6 separate regions of the Mus musculus genome follow, and regions 1, 2, 3, 4 and 5 are each linked to region 6. The links are chromatin contacts, called in public Hi-C, HiChIP or PLAC-seq and Micro-C maps. All regions are on one chromosome and are shown on one strand. The core of a region is the stretch at or near the end of the contact, and the rest is flanking DNA. Distances in the headings are between cores, read along the strand shown. Region 1 has its middle 190 kb from the start of Gm22974. Region 2 overlaps Adgrl3 (adhesion G protein-coupled receptor L3). Region 3 has its middle 210 kb from the start of Gm22974. Region 4 overlaps Adgrl3 (adhesion G protein-coupled receptor L3). Region 5 overlaps Adgrl3 (adhesion G protein-coupled receptor L3). Region 6 holds the start of Adgrl3 (adhesion G protein-coupled receptor L3).

Evidence for each region. Hi-C and Micro-C count contacts between places; a contact is called where the count stands out from the background. HiChIP or PLAC-seq counts read pairs in DNA pulled down with a chosen protein or histone mark.
Region 1: a Hi-C map of olfactory sensory neurons shows a contact between it and region 6, with 2.1 times the contacts expected there. The contact joins the enhancer-like site here to the promoter of Adgrl3 in region 6. A contact is called at or near these places in 1 of 39 promoter capture datasets (hippocampal neurons), 1 of 484 Hi-C or Micro-C datasets (olfactory sensory neurons) and 1 of 9 other capture datasets (pancreatic islet).
Region 2: a contact with region 6 is called in a Micro-C map of muscle stem cells, with 15 times the contacts expected there. The contact joins the enhancer-like site here to the promoter of Adgrl3 in region 6. A contact is called at or near these places in 4 of 39 promoter capture datasets (the 3T3-L1 cell line, hippocampal neurons and neutrophils), 11 of 484 Hi-C or Micro-C datasets (the C2C12 cell line, the C3H10T1/2 cell line, embryonic fibroblasts and 6 more) and 13 of 115 datasets of contacts at active chromatin or transcription factors (the NIH/3T3 cell line, astrocytes, craniofacial prominence and 8 more).
Region 3: a contact with region 6 is called in an HNF4G HiChIP or PLAC-seq map of pancreatic cancer cells. The contact joins the enhancer-like site here to the promoter of Adgrl3 in region 6. A contact is called at or near these places in 4 of 39 promoter capture datasets (the 3T3-L1 cell line, the SN4741 cell line, maxillary cranial neural crest and 1 more), 1 of 484 Hi-C or Micro-C datasets (cortical neurons) and 4 of 115 datasets of contacts at active chromatin or transcription factors (the NIH/3T3 cell line, a colorectal cancer cell line, embryonic fibroblasts and 1 more).
Region 4: a Hi-C map of olfactory sensory neurons shows a contact between it and region 6, with 4 times the contacts expected there. The contact joins the enhancer-like site here to the promoter of Adgrl3 in region 6. A contact is called at or near these places in 3 of 39 promoter capture datasets (the 3T3-L1 cell line and neutrophils), 6 of 484 Hi-C or Micro-C datasets (the C2C12 cell line, embryonic stem cells, myocytes and 3 more) and 12 of 115 datasets of contacts at active chromatin or transcription factors (the NIH/3T3 cell line, astrocytes, craniofacial prominence and 7 more).
Region 5: a contact with region 6 is called in a FOXA1 HiChIP or PLAC-seq map of pancreatic cancer cells. The contact joins the enhancer-like site here to the promoter of Adgrl3 in region 6. A contact is called at or near these places in 5 of 39 promoter capture datasets (the 3T3-L1 cell line, frontonasal cranial neural crest, hippocampal neurons and 1 more), 1 of 484 Hi-C or Micro-C datasets (uterus), 9 of 115 datasets of contacts at active chromatin or transcription factors (astrocytes, embryonic forebrain, embryonic hindbrain and 6 more) and 1 of 9 other capture datasets (pancreatic islet).

What each region holds. Positions count from the first base shown.
Region 1 is chr5:80,701,298-80,704,219 of GRCm38.p6, reverse strand. No RefSeq gene overlaps it. Among named protein-coding and RNA genes, the nearest start is that of Gm22974, 190 kb to the left of the region's middle. Within about 2 kb of position 1,454, at least 1 of the 459 cell types and tissues checked has an H3K27ac peak or open chromatin away from gene starts, as enhancers often do. A contact at or near this core is called in olfactory sensory neurons, where this site is marked.
Region 2 is chr5:81,363,049-81,366,092 of GRCm38.p6, reverse strand. All of the region lies in intron 5 of Adgrl3 (adhesion G protein-coupled receptor L3), which reads right to left. Among named protein-coding and RNA genes, the nearest start is that of Adgrl3, 340 kb to the right of the region's middle. Within about 2 kb of position 1,547, at least 45 of the 459 cell types and tissues checked have an H3K27ac peak or open chromatin away from gene starts, as enhancers often do. A contact at or near this core is called in the C2C12 cell line, the C3H10T1/2 cell line, the NIH/3T3 cell line and 5 more, where this site is marked.
Region 3 is chr5:80,682,665-80,685,364 of GRCm38.p6, reverse strand. No RefSeq gene overlaps it. Among named protein-coding and RNA genes, the nearest start is that of Gm22974, 210 kb to the left of the region's middle. Within about 2 kb of position 1,269, at least 27 of the 459 cell types and tissues checked have an H3K27ac peak or open chromatin away from gene starts, as enhancers often do. A contact at or near this core is called in the NIH/3T3 cell line, the SN4741 cell line, a colorectal cancer cell line and 2 more, where this site is marked.
Region 4 is chr5:81,343,097-81,345,926 of GRCm38.p6, reverse strand. The region is part of intron 5 of Adgrl3 (adhesion G protein-coupled receptor L3); the gene reads right to left. Among named protein-coding and RNA genes, the nearest start is that of Adgrl3, 320 kb to the right of the region's middle. Within about 2 kb of position 1,381, at least 20 of the 459 cell types and tissues checked have an H3K27ac peak or open chromatin away from gene starts, as enhancers often do. A contact at or near this core is called in olfactory sensory neurons, where this site is marked.
Region 5 is chr5:81,474,817-81,477,516 of GRCm38.p6, reverse strand. The region is part of intron 7 of Adgrl3 (adhesion G protein-coupled receptor L3); the gene reads right to left. Among named protein-coding and RNA genes, the nearest start is that of Adgrl3, 460 kb to the right of the region's middle. Within about 2 kb of position 1,381, at least 17 of the 459 cell types and tissues checked have an H3K27ac peak or open chromatin away from gene starts, as enhancers often do. A contact at or near this core is called in pancreatic cancer cells, where this site is marked.
Region 6 is chr5:81,019,045-81,022,134 of GRCm38.p6, reverse strand. Adgrl3 (adhesion G protein-coupled receptor L3) reads right to left here and starts at 1,383. Exons shown (of 27, transcript NM_001359828.1): 1 at 790-1,383.

The DNA of each region.
Region 1 (2,922 bases), core at 205-2,704, 320 kb after region 6:
TTGCCTTCCCCCTTTAACATTTGAAGATAATATACGTTTTCTGTGTATACGCCTCTCTCAATATCATAAGGAAATTGTTGACAGAAAGACCTATGAACATTAAAACTTATTGTACTTAAACTTTTTATATAATAGATTTTGAACAGATTTTTCCCCTTGTCCAACACTTCCCAGAACCTATCTACTTCTCTACTTACCAAACTTGCTATATATCCACACAGGATGTACACACACAGGATGTACACGATTTATAACATAGATGCTATATATCCACACAGGATGTAATTTTAATTTAGTGTTTATAATAGTAACAAAAATATCTTAAATTGTACTGTATAGACTGGATAATCTCTCAATCTTCCATTACATTTATTCATCTTTTGCAAAAGAATGTTAATTACAACCCTGCATTGCTATTTAGCATATTAAAAATAAGGAAAAAGCCATATTAATGACTAGAGCATTATAATATTTATAATGATTATCATAAATCATTTTTATTCGAATGATATTTCCCTACTTCAGTTTCTTAGACAAATTTTGGGTTTCCATTAAAATTCCCTTGACACATGGTACCAAGCCTCAACACCTCTTAAAGACCTTACTGGGCTTTCAAACTTAGTACTATTGAGAATATTCTTATATTACCAATTTCAGCTCCTAGCTCAAGGTAAAGTCTTGACCCCTCTTTCGACCTCAGCTTCTATGTGCTGGCCTTGAGTAAATACTTTCTAGACTATTTCTCCTCAGAGATGCTAATCTTAATCACCACTAATTTCTGAGCTCTGGTAACCCAGCATTAACTGTCTCAGTAAAGCAAAAAAAGTTTCACTTAAAAGTTCTAGTATCGGGGCTGGAGAGATGGCTCAGAGGTTAAGAGCACTGACTGCTCTTCCAAAGGTCCCGAGTTCAATTCCCAGCAACCACATGGTGGCTCACAACCATCTGTAATAAGATCTGACGCCCTCTTCTGGTGTGTCTGAAGACAGCTACAGTGTACTTACATATAATAAATAAATAAATAAATATTAAAAAAAAAAAAAAAAAGTTCTAGTATCCTTTTAGTCGTAGCTAATTCTTTAGCCTTTGATAACATGAAACACATATTCGGAAAGCTCAAACTATCAAGGAGCCCACTAGAGGCTTCACAAACCAAGCTTCCGGGATGGTTCACTGAGTGCTGACCATCCAACAACTTTTTCCAGCCAAAAGATCGCCAGCCTCTAGAATCCTCCCCAAAAGACATGGCACCAAAGTGGGTTTTGCCTGTGTGGATAGAGCAATGCACAGTGTCTTTGTTCCTCCCGGTTTGCTTAGCCTGCTCTCCTATCACACTTGGCACCTCCAGCCTAGAGCTGGCACTGCCTAGTTTGATTTTTCCTTCTACATTAATCCTCAAACAAGAAAATGCTCCCCAGACGTGTTCACAAACAAACAGGGCAGAGGAATTATTTCCACTGAGGTTCCCATTTCCCATGGGACTATAGCTTATGTCATATTGACATACAATTTGCTAGCCTTATAGTGAAAGTATGATAGAAAAAGTGAATCCTTTCTGATATTTAGATATGCATTTAGCAAGGTTTGCTGCATTTCGGGTGTTAGAAACTTGATCTAAAGTGAGGCAATGATGTAAACTCTTTGAGTTGGGTCATGGTAGGCCATGATCAGATCATTGAGTGTGCTATCTTAAGAGGGTACTGATCTAGTTCTCATGAAACCTCCATTTCTCTTTCATTTTTGTTGTTATAGAAGGGAAAGCCTAGACTGAGCTTATTAATTTTTGTTTCCACTGCCCATGCTTCTCTGCCGTGATTCTAACCGCTATGAGGTGAAAGGTTCAAAGATCACATGGTATTTCAATTTTCAGCTGCCTGAACTGTGAACTAAATCAACTCACCCTTTTAAGGTATCCAGGCACATGTCTTTTGTCACAGCAATGAAAGACACATGACTATGGTTGTGGTATCACAGCCCTGGGCAATACAGGGACCAGGGAATGAGGGCAATGGTAGACTAAGACACAGGATTCTTGTTTTACTTCAAGACTGAACAATTTTTACTTTTCCCATTGCTGTTTATACTGTTCATCTAGCGACTAAAGCTAGCCCTTCAAACAGAACCTGAGTACGCAGTCTCTTTGACCCCGGTATCTGTGTTCCTCCTTCCACACTACTCTGCCCTTATGTAACTGTTTTCCCAGGAAGACATTCTTCCTAGGCTTTATGTCACACTTGTAGTTTTCCACAGTCAAAGGGCCACATATTTGGGTTATGGCTTATACCTAACAAAGGAATTGTAGAACATCTGGCCCCCAATATTCCATCATCTATCTTTGACCGACATAGATTTTTAGAAACTTTTGCTTTCTATTCTGTCATTGGTTACATTTAAGAAATAGGGTTCTAAGAATTAGCATATTCTCAAAACACTTCTCTTAGGACAATGCCATTTGATTTATCCATTCATTTGTCTGTCTCTCTGTCTATCCGTCAGTACACTCACCCATACATCCATGCATCCATGCAAACATCCACCCAGCTATCTAACTATCTGTGGACCACCTATTTTATCTGTTGTCATCATCTGATTTCTGTGATGTTGTGAATTGAAACAAGTGCTTTTCACATGTACACATACATTTTGTTGCTAGGCAGTGCCCTAAGGCCCTCAAAGCTTATAATTTTCCTAATAATAAACTGTATGATTTTTGAGTATACTCAAAGGGGGTGTTAGGAGTTCAAGCTCAGGGTGGGATGTATAGCATGATCTTGTCTCAAAAGAATTAAAAATAGGATAAGATGGCCTTTCTCCACCTAACCTACGTAGAGCACAGTCATCATCAAAACATTCCCAAATTCATGGTGTGTTGAAAATAAAGATTAACTTTTCCTGATTTTGTTGAGTTTTGAAAGAGGTTGT
Region 2 (3,044 bases), core at 298-2,797, 340 kb before region 6:
TCTTCCTTCTCACTTATCACCTCTCACCTCTCACCTCTCCTCTACTTCCCAATTGGATTCTGTTTGTTTGTTGTTTTAAATAAGTATGTTACAGTTATTCCTATGGAAAATAAGACACATCAGGAAATCTGTTTCTGCACCTGGTCTAGAGCTGGAATGAGATTATAATGGAGACATAATTTGAATAGTTACATCTTGATGAATTAAAGGTCTGTCCTCCTCCAGAACACATGCTGTTTCTCAACAGCCTTCTTATGCCGTAGGACGAGGACTAGAATCCATCCAGCCTTTCAGATTATTTTAAAATAGCACTTTAAAATGATGACAGATGAACAGAACTGAGTTTTTCTGTCTGTCAGAGGTATTTAATATTTAACCATTACTCTCCAAAGCGGGGGGGGGGGGGGGGAGGGGGGCGGGGGGCGGGGGAGAGCATGCCTTATTAGCCATTGTGGCCAACATGAGTTATCTCATGAAATTTTTCTTAATTGCATAAATCCTATGAGTTACCAACTATGGGTTTAAAAACTGACAAAAGGCACAATACAGCATTGTCCCCTGGCTTCTCTGTCTGCTTTGTTCCACTCACATGATTAATGGGAGTGCTCTAGCTCAGCACCATGACGGACTCTTGGAGAATCAGGAAGTTAGGGAAGGTTTCCTCAATGCTGCCTGGTTAAAGTTGGGACTAACAGCACTGGAAAGGCTTCCTTTGCAGGCAATGAGTTCAGAAAGTGTTCTTGGCAATGTTGCTACTCGAATCTCATCCTGTGACTCAGTAGAGGGTGACTACAGATCAAAAGCAAAAAAAGGAACTGCCTCCTTGAGAACATAGCCATTATTAAAGAAAAGGGGGCATTCGGAGAGTATCGGGTGTCAGATTCTATTGTTCTAAATTACTTTTAGAATTTTATTTATGGTATTGTATTGTGGGCACCTCCATATATCACAACTCGAGAGCCGAGATCAGATGGCATCTCTGTTAAGCAGTTCTCTGTTACCTTTCTACATGGGTCAAACTCAGGTTACCAGGAGTCAGCTATCAAAATCAAGTCTCTCCATTTGTACATAAAGATCAATTTTTCTGCTAAGCCATTTTACCATCTCACAAAGTAATATTTTTGTTTTATATAATATATAGTATATATATATATGTGTGTGTGTGTGTGTATGTATATGACACTAGACAATATATATATATATATATATATATATATATATATATATATATATATATCATGATGAATAAATAGCCTGTCATTTCCTCTTCAGGTAGCAAGCTATATACCCTGACAAGAATGCAAACAAATAAGGTGCAGAGGTACAAATATTTTATTCTTGATTTTCATGTTTCCTACATTTTGAATCACACTTTCCTCCCCTTATGGCACTGGCAAGAAACAAAGTAACTCATAACAAATATGTCAACACTCTAAGTACAAAATATTATAAAGCATGAACATTTGTGCTGGGGATAGCGACTGCCAGTATGTGTCAGACTCAGGGACGATTAGCGAACAAGACCGAGCCAAATTCAGCCTAGTCATACTCAGTGGCATGGTGGGTGCAATCCAAGCTTTTATTTTTAAACTTTTCCATTTCCTAATTTTTATTTAACTATCCACCAAGGCCACAAACAAAAGCAGCTCCTACTGGCAGATGATGGACAACCGCATGAAGACATCCGACTCACCAGACAAAAATGAACAGGGATGGAAATACAATTCATAAGCACTGAGTCATCTCTCTGCAAATAAATCAGTTCATTGACTGCTCAGACAACAAAGGCTGGAACTCGATGGGGTGAGGGGGCGGCAAGGGTTGGGGATATTGGTGGTGTTGACAGCAATAATTAAGTAGCTACCCTATCTGAGTGCTTCCTCTGGGCCAAGCACAGTGCTAAGTGTATTATATAAACTCTCATTTATCCCATACATAGAACAATACGTGATGAAATTCATAATCCTCAAGTATGACTAAGCTCTCGTTCTGCACCAATACCTCTGCTAGGGATTATTCTCATTAATCCTCATTAAAATGATTTTACACACAATGTTCTCTTTTGCTTCTTAAGGCAATAGTTGTATAATCTCCCGTTTACCAATAGAGCAAAAAAGGAAAGTTCAAGTCCTAGGACCATTGTTCAGCAGTGTTTTGGAACATGAAAATGGATTTGGATACAATAGATATGTTCTTGGGAGGCTAGGAAGTGGTGCCGATTTCTGCCAGATGCTTAATAAGAACCTTCTTTAAAGTAAAGTGGGCCCATTGTAGGAATCCTCAGAGATTCTGAGAAAAACAACTGAGTAATCTCCAGGATATGTGCCCAGCTAATTTAAAGACAGGAAATATGAATGTAGATAAATGATAATGATAGATAGATAGATAGATAGATAGATAGATAGATAGATAGATAGATAGATAGTTAGATAGATACATAGATACATAGATACATAGATACAAAGATAGATACATAGATACAAAGATACATAGATGATAGATAGATAGATAGATAGATAGATAGATAGATAGATAGATAGATAGATAGATAGATAGATGGATAGAGAGATAGATGATAGATAGATAGATGGATAGATAGAAAGATGATAGATAAATGAGAAATGGATAAGTATAGCCAGATAGGAGAAGTTAGATGATAAGAAACAGTGAACTAGGGTAAGAAGTAGGTAGCTCTCTAAAAATGGGAAACAATCTCTTAAACTTTATCTCTTTAGTAAAAGACAGGGGGCTCAAAGGCAAAAACAATTATACATTAGTGTTTTACCAAATAGCAATTTCAAGTGTCATTTTTTTTCTTACTCCTAAAACGCACAGTAGAAAAATTCCAATGAAGAAAGCGGCTGGGCAATTTATTTTGTTTGTTTCTCTGTTGTTTTAAGATAGGGTTTTTCTGGGTAACCCTTATTGTCACTCTATAGACAAGGCAGCCTTGCACTCAGAGATCTGCCTGCTTCTGCCTCCTGAGTGCTGGGATTAAAGGCATGCACCACCACTGCCCAGCTATTTAGCTGGCAAATGTTTTT
Region 3 (2,700 bases), core at 20-2,519, 340 kb after region 6:
GAGAAGCTCAGAATTGACATCAGGAATAAACACGAATCTAACCTCTAATTTCACACTCTGAACTTCCATTTTATCAAATATAAACAATGATAAAGTGATAAAAAAGAGGATTCTATATAATAGGAGCCAGATAATTATAAAGTAAAATATAAATTTGCTTATGGGGTATGTAGTCACTGTCGCATTGTCATGTGGAAAATGTCACCAGGACATAGTGACTTCTAGAATAGCCATATATACATGAGGAGAGCCTGTCTTAAAATAACACCAACAAATGAAAAACACCAATTCATTATGAATATTTACAATAGGAAAAACTTGTAAAACTTTTGCATCCTTTGAGACATAATTTTATTTATTTGCAATTCTATGGATCTACCTGTATTGGCAAATAATTAATCAATGATAATACATGAGATTGAACTTATAAATTACCATCAAACTTCTGTCTGTCTATATGTCACAAATAAAATTAAAGTATTTTAGTCACAACATTATTCCACAGTTTCTTCTTTAATTACCAATTCTGAAAATGATTTTTGAAACATAAAAATGAAAAGGGAGTGATATCTTTTATGAGATAAATGTTCCGTTGAGCCTTTAGTGGTTTCTATATCTCCGGAAGTAATTTCAAAGACAGTAAACATAAGCTTGTGTTCTAACCTGTGTAAATGTACAAAAGTTATGTTCTAACCAGAATGGGCTTTATTTTAGTGTCTCAATTTTCTACCTATCTTTTCTTCTAGGGGGACCATATTTTGAATATGTATTTAAACATAAATATTTTAACACATACAGAAAACATTCAGTAACTTAAGGATCAATACTATAAATATAGTCCAAAGGTATATTGTGTAGCATTTTCCTGTAAGTTGAAACAACCTCTTCTGGAGGGTGGAGAGAGCACCATGAGACTTAGGAATTAAACAGGATCACAAGTTTGAGAAAGCAGAAATAACAGTGTTCAAAAGCCTCTTCCCAAGTCTACAAATCAGCAAGGAATTGCTGGAGAGAGATACGCAGACCAGCCAAGCTGTTGAAAGATAATTGTGAACCAAACCTCTGGAGCTGCCTGAAATTCCCAGCAGGAAAGCAGCTTTTATGGGATCTGAATCTTGCTGTGGTGGGCTATTTGATGATATGGCTGCCTTGGAATCCTTCTTACTCCTGTGAGTAATTTCTCATCCATGCTCTTGTAAATAACATCCGTAAACTCACTGATTCACCAAGTTGTACTTTGATAGAGTCATCAGACTGGTCTGTGAGTGGTCGCTGATCTGGGGCAAATGCACGTTTGCTAAGTCTTTTCTGGAAACACACAAGGAGTCAACAGTAGTCACAAAGCTGTGTGAATGTCAACACGGCTGAGTCAGGCTTTGACTAGAGGCAAGCTGCTGCTCACAAGTGCAAAGACTATGGGATCGGAACAGTGCCCACATAGAGTGAGATGCCTTGGGATCTGAAGAGTGCCCACATGGAGTAAGATGCCTTATTCTTCTCTTCTGCTTCCCCGTTTCTCACATATCTACCATGAACTCTCAGACTTGTGATGAATCTCTGCTTACTCATATGGCCCTGCCATGCCAAAGACATATTAGCAAGACATAACAGAACTCTTTTAATTGGACAAAGATTAAAGGACCTATAAGAATACAATGGATTATGACTAAATACCTATCAATAGTGGTCACTGTTTTGCTGACATTAACTGACTCACTGAAGCAGAAACCCACGCAGCACAGTAACTTATTGTGAGGTTCTAAGAATGTGGGAGGCCAGCTTTTTACTCAGGACCTCGTCATAGCCTTGTCTGGGCCTTGTCCTTCATGTTTCCATTCTTTCAGTGTCCTGACAACAGGTTCCACAAGTATAAAAATGACCTTCATGCTGAGAGAGAATGGGGCCATCATTTGAGACCACATGTGTTCTCTCCACATCTGTACTTCACAACATAGCCTTTTGTTTCTGCACAGAACTTGCAAAAATGTAGTTATATATTCTTGTGCTTTCTTTGTTTTTGTTTATGTTCCTTATTTTAAAACAAGAATTCAGATCAGCGACCATGTTAGTCTGGTTCGTTTGTTCCTTCCTAAGCTATTAAACACACACAAGCCACAAACACACACACGTGAACACGCCCATGCACAGGCACACACTTCAGAGTTAGATGCTCTACAACTTTTTCTTCTTCCCTCTCTTCTTCTCCATTTTAAATGTAGAAAGGTAAATTATATTTCTTCTACCCAATTTTTACCAAAATGGTGTTACATCTAACTTATGCCTAGTTTGTTTGTTTGATTTTTGAGGCAGGTTTACATGTAGCCTACATTGTCCTCAAAGTCACCATGTAGCTCCGGCTGGCCTTGAACTGCCCCTCCTGCTTCCACCTGCAAAATTCTGAGATTGCAGGAATTTAACATCACACTCAGATCACTTTTTTTTCTTTATTAGATATTTTCTTTATTTGCATTTCAATGTTATCCCCTTTCCTAGTTTTCCCTCTGAAAATCCCCTATACCCTCCCTCCTCCCCCTGCTACCCAACCCACTCATTCCTGGTCCTGGCATACCCCTATACTGGGGCATAGAGTCTTCACAAGACCAAAGGCCTCTCCTCCCATTAATGACCTACTAGGCCATCCTCTGCTACTTTTATAGATAGAGCCACAAATTCCACCATGTGTTTTCTTTGATTGGTAGT
Region 4 (2,830 bases), core at 132-2,631, 320 kb before region 6:
TTTGGCAAGCATGCGTGTTGAGACCTTTAAAAACACATCAAAATAAAGCAGAGGCTATGTCATTACCATTCGGTTCTACTCTGTACTTGAGGCCGCTAAATGGCCTGGCTGCTCCCAGGAGGGCTCTCCCTCTGTCAGGCACCATCCTAACTGGGATCCAACCAAACAGCTGGATTTACACTGAAGCATTAACTAAGCATCTGCTGAATTCTTTTCAACACACACACACACACACACACACACACACACACACACACGAGTGCACATGTACACACACACACACACACACACACACACACAGAGCATGCTGCTGAAACAAGACTTACAAATGAGTGCCTGAAGACTCGTCTCTCACATTGACCCCTAGGGTCAATGATGTCAGAGAAACTATTTCTGAAAAGAACTCATGAGTGGGAGTGAACAACCAGGGCCCACAATAATGAGTAGCTCTTGAAGGTCACAGCTGTTGAGCAGCTAATTGTGACTTGAAAAGCTGAGTCCTGAGTTATTAATGATCTTGCTGATAAAGTTTTTTTTTCTCCCAGCTAGCCAGGCAAGCTATTATTCCAATTTTGAAGATAAGGAAAAAGTGTTCTTGTTACAGATGTGAGACTTCTGTTGGCCGAGTGCTGTCCTGCATAGCTGGCCCGCAGTGCCTTCCCCCTCCTGACAGTATAAACCAGTGACCCCCCATTTAAATTGATGTAGGCCTTCTAATTCCAAGATCACTCCTAAGGGAAGAGAATAGCCACCCCACTAAACATTAGTTTTGGCTTCTTGAATGTTATCTGTTATAAAACCGACCAAATGAAATCAAATACATAATTTACTCTAAGCCATAAAAGGATCTTTTCCATACTTTATATGTCTACAGTATGACAGAGAGAGAGACTCCATTATATACTGTAAAATTGAATTGTGGGAGATGAAAATAATATTTCCAGCAGACTAACAAAAGTGTCTTAGATGATAAAAGGAACTTCTTGTCTTTAAAGAGAAGTTCTTAGTGCAAAACAGTACAAACATGAAGAAACACAAAGCTATTAGTTGAAAATTAGAAGCACATAATACAAGGAAATTCTAGCAGATCAACCCCCCCCCCCCCCACTGCCCCACTACCACCACCACCACCCAGGTCTATCAGTTTGCTTGACCCTTTTGTATTTTCTCTTTTGATTTGCAGTTTCTTGCCAAATAGGAGTTAAATCTTAAGTTTTGGTTATGTATCTAGACATGGCCATTTATTTACACAGAGACTTAGTTCACAATGGATTCTTGCTGGCTGACTGAAATCAAGCCCTTTAATTACAGTGTCATTTAGACTGGAAGGCTGCTCCTGGTGCTCACCACAGCAAGCCACTAAGGTACTTGAATGAACCCCTGAGGCTGCCACAGTGTGATGCAAGGCTCTCGCCCTCCCTCCCCCTTTGTTAACCCAGGGGATTACTGAGTAGCTCCCCAAAAGCCCAGAAGCAAACAACTGAAGAGGAAACTGTAGCCTCTTACTCCAGTGTAAGTCAGACCAGGAGAACAACAGTACACTGCCTCTGGTAGCTGAGCACCTAATCATTTTACTGGTACTCAGGCTCAGGAAAAAATAGACATGCAGACAAACACTTGCTTTCTTTTCATGGGCAATACACCAATATAACCATGCCAATATTTTAAATGCTTCTTTATGCTTTCAGAGGCGGTGGCCTCTAAAGAATATTTGTTTACTTTAAACTAATAAATACACAATTTATCTCATAGGCTTAATTTCATAAATTATATATATACATATATATAATTTATGAATATATATATATATATATATATATATATATATATATATCCCTGTTTCAATTCAAAGGTTTTATAGCAATATACGCAAAAAAAAAAAGCCCCATGTATGCATATCCATGAGTGTTGTAAGGTCCTTAGTGCATTTAAGGGCTTTGTAATGTCATCAACATTAATTTATATATGCTGCCCGTAATAGAGAAATAGACTTCCATCACTCTGTTGAATGAGAGCCACTCTATAAAAATGATAATGTTTTCATCAAACCTCAATACTTTTTCGTTATCGACATTTATTGATGCTTTCAACCTAATATGCCCCTCACATGACTGGTAGTGTGGTATGCTGTATTTTCAATAGATTTTACTTAAGCAGGGTGGGGGTAATGCCTCAGTTATGTTGTATTGCCTTACTTTTAATTCCTTAGACCTGGGAAAATAACAAAAGGATGGATTTCTAGAAGGCAGAATCTGTCTTTGTTCAGTCTGTGATCACCCAAACATAGGCTGAGCTAGAGAACTACAGTAATATATATATATACACACACACATATATATTTATAAATATAATTTACCCACAGAGTGTAATTTGCAATTTGCTTTAAGAATAAACTCCATGTGTAAATGTTAGTTTGTTCTTTTTGTCTCTGTCTCTTTCTCCTATGTGTGTATGCATGGGGGCACATGTGTGTGTATATGTGTGGGTTTTGGTGACTAAGCACAGCATCTCCTACATTCTCACAAGTGTTTTATTACTGAGCTATATCCCAGCCGTATGGTAAATTGTTTCCTTATGAACCTAGAAAGACCCCCAGGGAACAACGACCTGCGAGACAGCAATGGACATGCATATGACGACATTTTTACTACCTTTCTCCACCTACATTCTTACCCTTGGGACAACTTCTGACCACGTGAAATTTCTTTCTTTGCAGGCAATATCTCAACCACAGTCTGAAAGTCTCATTTAATTTACTTAACTGCTATTATTTCCAAACATATACAGCATCGTCGTCTCAAGGAAATATGCCACACTGAAAACTAAAGTC
Region 5 (2,700 bases), core at 132-2,631, 460 kb before region 6:
AGAGAATAAGCTGCTAAATGTTTAATGATTAATTTGCATCAAATAGTTACTTAGCAACCATCGCCAATATAAAATTAGATCTGATTTTCTGTGAAGCCTACAGTCTTACTAAATGGTGCAGAGACAGAGGAATACTAGTCACTGTCAAAATGTTAACTCTAAAAAACACATTCACATACAGCGTTTTATGAATTTGAATTAGAAATTACACCACATTTAAAAATAGCTTGGCATTAAAATTTTCATGTTTCAGTTTTTACATATAAGCTAGATATCATAATGAGAATAATTAAAGAAAATTTTCATTAATAATACTCGTGTTCTGGAAACTTCAAATTTTGTTACATAAATAATCATTTGAATAGTCACTACAGCGCTGAGGTAATCACTTGCATTGAGAAATCATTTTTCTAAGCCAACAGATCAATTGAAATATTTATAGTAAACAGTGAGATTCTTCATCCATAATATTCATGAATATTCATAATTTTCATGGGGGTAAGTCCTGCTTCCTCCAAGCTAGTTAGAGAAAGAAGGAAGGAAGAAAGAGTGGAAAGGAGAAAGGAGGGAAGGAAGGAGTTTGTCATACTTCTGATAGGATAATGCTAATTAATCTTGGAAGTTCAACCCTTTTAGAATTAATAATAAATGAACGTTTAGGTGATTGACACTTAGTGGTGCTCAATCTACAGCCTGAGGATAAAGATTAAACACCATAAAAATTATCATCTCATAACTCAAGGGACAGCATCTAGTGGAAGTGATATATATATCAAGAACTCATGAAAACTGTATTAGATTCAGTGCTAGTAAAAAAAAAATGTGGGCAATGCTGATCAATGAGCAAAGAAATGCCCTCAAGACATGGACTAACAAGTTTCTCATTCTTCATTTATCATTTGTTCTTAACAGAGTGCCACATGACATCCATGGCAGAGCTGCTGTTCATAATTCATGTGTTCCATGCTTCGTATTTCAATCCACTGAATGTAAATATCAGCGAGGATACAGCACAATGAGGCATTCTGGGTTTGTCTTCCTAGCACGGGTCATGGTATTCTTTTTTCGGCATCATCCTTTCCCTTGAAGGTAAGTTGCTTAGCTTGGGTACACAGCTATTAACAGATCCAGAGAGACACAACTCTGCCGAACCAAACTCCTCCTAGATTATAATATAAATAGCCAGCTATGGTTTTATTAGTTTTTCCAAGATGGAAAAGAAAGAAAGCCTTCCTGTCAAAATAAACCTATTTCACATTTCACCTCCAACAACTGTGACTATGATCTCACTTGTGAAATTTCCTGTTATCTTGAGTAAACAACAGTAAATGAACTGTGTAGGAGATAAGAACAGGACGGAAGAAAAGGAGTGGAGGAAAACCAGCCTAAAGGAAAACAGCTGAGTTCAGAGGGCACTGAGAGATTTATTCCTCCTTCGCTCTGTAATTCCATTAGGCTTTTGTTTTGCTTTGTTTGAAGAAAACTTTTGGCATGTCTGAACTCTCCCTGCTAACTGAGCACCGAACTCATTTCAAGCAGATCTACATCCTAGAACTGACAAAGTTTTCCTACAGAAATTTGGATGCATGTCCTAAGGTTTCCAAGAAGCAAATGGTTAGACTGCAGTGATTTACAATGTTGGGCACATCAAAGAAAACTGAACACCCACCATCCCTAAAAATGCTCATTTGCTGTCTTCTTTTCAGGCAATTTGAACTAAATTTATGAGAAAGGCCATGATGCTCAGGATCCAACCATATGCACAGAAGGATTGCACTTTCATAATATTGAGAAAGTTGAATTTTTGATATTGCCATATGTCATCATTAATTGCCTTAATTATAGGCCATACTGAAGGCAAATGAGGACCAAAATACCAGGCAGTCACATTAAGGCCATTTTGTATTCTGAAACTTCTCTGAGAGAAACTGAATTAAAATGAGGTACTGTGTACAATGCCAAATTTCAATAAGAGAGAATATGTTTTCATCTTTTACACTTTTGAAAGTAAGCCTTAATCTCCCTTACAGGTTGACTGACAGCAAGAAATAAGAGACCTCAGCTGGCAACAGAGTCAGCGGGTTCTATCCGAAAGACCGGAATTTCACTACTTAGTGATTTAAAGCTATGCTTACCCTAAAATGATCATTAAAAGATAGGCTTGAATTGGTCAGTTACTACACTACACTGGTAGAACATACCGACTAGGTCTACAGACCCATTTAAAGAGGGGTTCAGTCAGTACTTATTGATAGAAATAAGTGAGGGTGGCTGGCGGACTGTGAGGATACCTAGATGCATTGAGAACACAGACACATTTGGGAACATTCAAAACCTGTAAAGGGGGGGATTACTAACTGTGGGGGAAATGGGGCTGACTGTAAATCTCATTATACTGAGAGCTCTGAGCACAGGAGGAAAGAAAACTATGAGCAGTATCCAGAGACTCTACAAAGCTAAGATTGTTTATTTTTATTTTTATTTTTATTTTTTTTTTAGTAGCAAGCAGTGCCAGCAGTCAAGGCCACAGGGAGTGTGGATCAGGCCAGTTCAGAGAATAAAGACAAGCAGAAGCCAAGCAAGTTGAGGGGAAATTTGGGAAATGTGCCTAACTTATCTTAGCTATTTCTCTGAGGTTAAAGATCCGGTAGGGAAAAGCTGGCTTAGGAGTGAAACCACAAAGAATTTTCCACTAGCACA
Region 6 (3,090 bases), core at 134-2,633:
CGCCGCGGACGCCCGACCCATTGAACATCCTCTCCACACTGGGTGCTCACTCCTGGCACAGCTCAACCCCGTGACACTCACGAAACTGACCAGCTTTCTCTAGCTAAATCGCTCAACAAAGCCTAGGCACTCAGGTCGAAATCAAACTGCCCGGCTGGAAGATACTCAAGAGAGATTTTTGGAGGCAACCCGATTCCACTTCTCAGGGGCGCGACCTGGGCAATCTCAGCCACCTTGGATGTTCCAAGGCAGGCGTCTAGGGAGGATCAACCAGGCTCACCACCACACATTCGCCATCACCCCGAACTGCGCTCCTCACCCGGTCCCTGTTCGTCCTCCAACCCGTTCCCACGTCCAGTGTTGCTCCAGACTAGCGGAGAAAAGGCGCCCCCTTGGCTGCTTTCTGCCCCTACTAAAGGACGGCATTGGGGTGACAGGGCAGGGAAAATGCGCGGGGTGGGATTCGTTCTTGTCACCCGGCGTGTGCGACTGACAGTGCGCTGGTTCTCTTCTCCTCTATATCTCCCTCTGGCACCTAATCGCCCAGTAGCTGATAAAACCTCGAACCCATGCCAAACCCCAGCGCCCACCAGCCAGGAGGCTCCCTTCCCGCCCCGCATCACGATCAGATGAGTGTGCGCATGAGGGCGAGTGTGCGAAGGCGAATGTGTGAGTGGAAGGGTGAGTGTACGTGAACCCCGCACCCCCTCGGTTGCCAGCCCATCGGATGCCGCCGCCTGCGCCCGACCAGGGCGACCACAATTATGAAGAGTGCAAAGAATAAATTACCTTTCGTAACCGCCGGTCCCTGAGATGGTCCCATCAGTTGCTCAACAACCTGCAACCCGGTGCAGTTTTCCACAATCCATCCATTGAGCCCCGGGGCACACACACACACAAAAAAAGAAGAAATAAAAAAAGAAGAAGAAAGAAAAAGAAAACAGAAAAAAGATGGACCTGTCCCACTGTAGACACCCCAGTCACACCAAGCAACGACTGATCAAACCGCAGAGACGACAGGAGGGTGGAGACCCCAGTCAAAGAAACAACAAAAAGTGTCTCTTTTCCTTTCTTCTTCTACACAGCCATGGAGAAAGGGGAAGCCGGGAAAGCCAATGCTAGTCTTCCTTTACGTTTCCTCGCTTCACACGCCCCAGGGGGGCAAAAGCGGAGCAAAGAGAAGGAGGGTTCAAATGTCTCTCTCAGGGCACAGTTGCACAACTTCGGAGTCAGGCTGTGTCTCTCGCTGCAGCCGGTGGACCCAAGCGGGAGCTATTAACATGCGGCAGTCATAACCAGAGCTGCTTTCCCTCCTCCTGCAGCCGCCGCCGCCGCCGCCGCCGCAAGAAAAGCAGCTGCTGAGGAGACCAAAAATCTTCCACCATCCCCCCCCCCGCAGCCGATCTTTATATCCAGTTCTCCCACCCCACCCCCCTTCTCTTTCTTTTTCTTCTTCTTCCTCGTCCTCCCCTTTCCGCCTCCGAGCGAGAGGGAGGGGATAGGTAGGGGCAGCGGCGAGGACCAGTAGTGGCTTCTCCGCCCAGTCCTCCTCGCCGTCCTCCTCCTGCTGCCCCCGAGGTGCTCCGGCAGCAGAGGGTCCGCTCTGCCGCCCGCAACCCGCTCCGAGAGCCCAGGCGCGAGCCGCGCAAACTCCTTGCCGGGTGCACGGCGTGGACGCGCGGGCAGAGCGGGCGCCGGGTCGCCGAGGGTTGCGTGCCTGCCGCGGGGGGCGAGCCCCGAGCTCCGGTGGTCGCCTATCAGCTCGCCGGCCAGGCCGGGTAGCTTCGGGCATGCGGGAGCTTCATCGCCCGGCCCGGGGTCTGAGCCGATGCCGTCACCGCCAACCTCCTCCTCGGCCGCCGGCTTCGGTCCTCTTTTTTTTTTTTTTTTAATTTTATTTAATTTTATTTTTTTCTCTTCTGGACTCCCCACCGGAGCCACTGAGGCTCGGGGCGCCCTCCAGACACGCACACGCTCTTCCCCTCGCGCGCACACACAGGGGCGAGCTCCTGCCCCAGCACACCGTGCAGCCCGCGCGCGCACACCCGGAGGGAGAAGACTGAGGCCAACGAAATAAATAAATAAATAAAAGAGAGAGCGAGAAGAAAGAAAGGGGAGGGGGGGGGGCGAGTCACAGGCGGTGGCGGCGGCAGCAGCAGCAGTAGCAGCTGCGGGAGCGGAGGCAGCGCGCAGTCCGCGAGATGCCAGCAGCGGCGGCGGCGGCAGCGGTGGCGGCGTCGCCCTCCTGGCCCGGCCGTGCCATCTGCATCCCCGCTCCTGGGAACTGGAGCGAGCGCTGCGGGCCGAGCGGGCGGAGGGGGCGGTCGCGCCCGCAGACAGGCAGCGTGAGCGCAGCGGCCAACGCAGCCGAGGCCCGAGTGAGCCTCTGGCGGGGTGACGGGGCGAGAGAGCTCCCAGGACCAGGGAGGGGGGCTCCAAGGCCGGGAAAGGGGCGGCCGGCAAAACCCGGATCTGGAGTCCGCGAGGGCTCCGCGGGCGCGGGCTCCACCTAGCCGCTCCGCAGAATCTTGGAGGTGGGAACCGTGGGGCGGCTAAGGGAGGCTTCCCTTGCAGGGTTTGTCAGACAAAGGGTATCTCTCTCCTGGATAGGAGCATCTCTCTCTCTCTCTCTCTCTCTCTCTCTCTCTCTCTCTCTCTCTCTCTCTCTCTCTCTCTCTCTCTCTTCTCTGCTCTCCATTTCCACTCATCTCTAGCCCCCCCCCCTCTCTCCACTCAATCTCTTCACTCTCCCTTCCTCCCTCCCGTTCTCCTCCTCCCCCACTCTTCTGCTCTAGGTGAATGAGGTACCAGGCTGGGAGTTCTGCCAGTGTCTTTTTTTTTTTTTTCAGGTGCAGATTACTCCACGTGTTCTTTATGCGGGTGCTGACTTCTAAAGCATTGCCTGCTTTGAGTCCATTTTATGTTTCTTGAAACTTACCTCAATGTACAAGTTCATTGCAAAATTGAAAGCACACCTTTCTACGAAAAGATAGGACCTAGAGACTCAATGATTTTGATTTCACTACAATAAAAATTACCATGAAGGATATAGAAAACTGTCTTGGTTCTATCTCCATGCCTTCTGCTGTG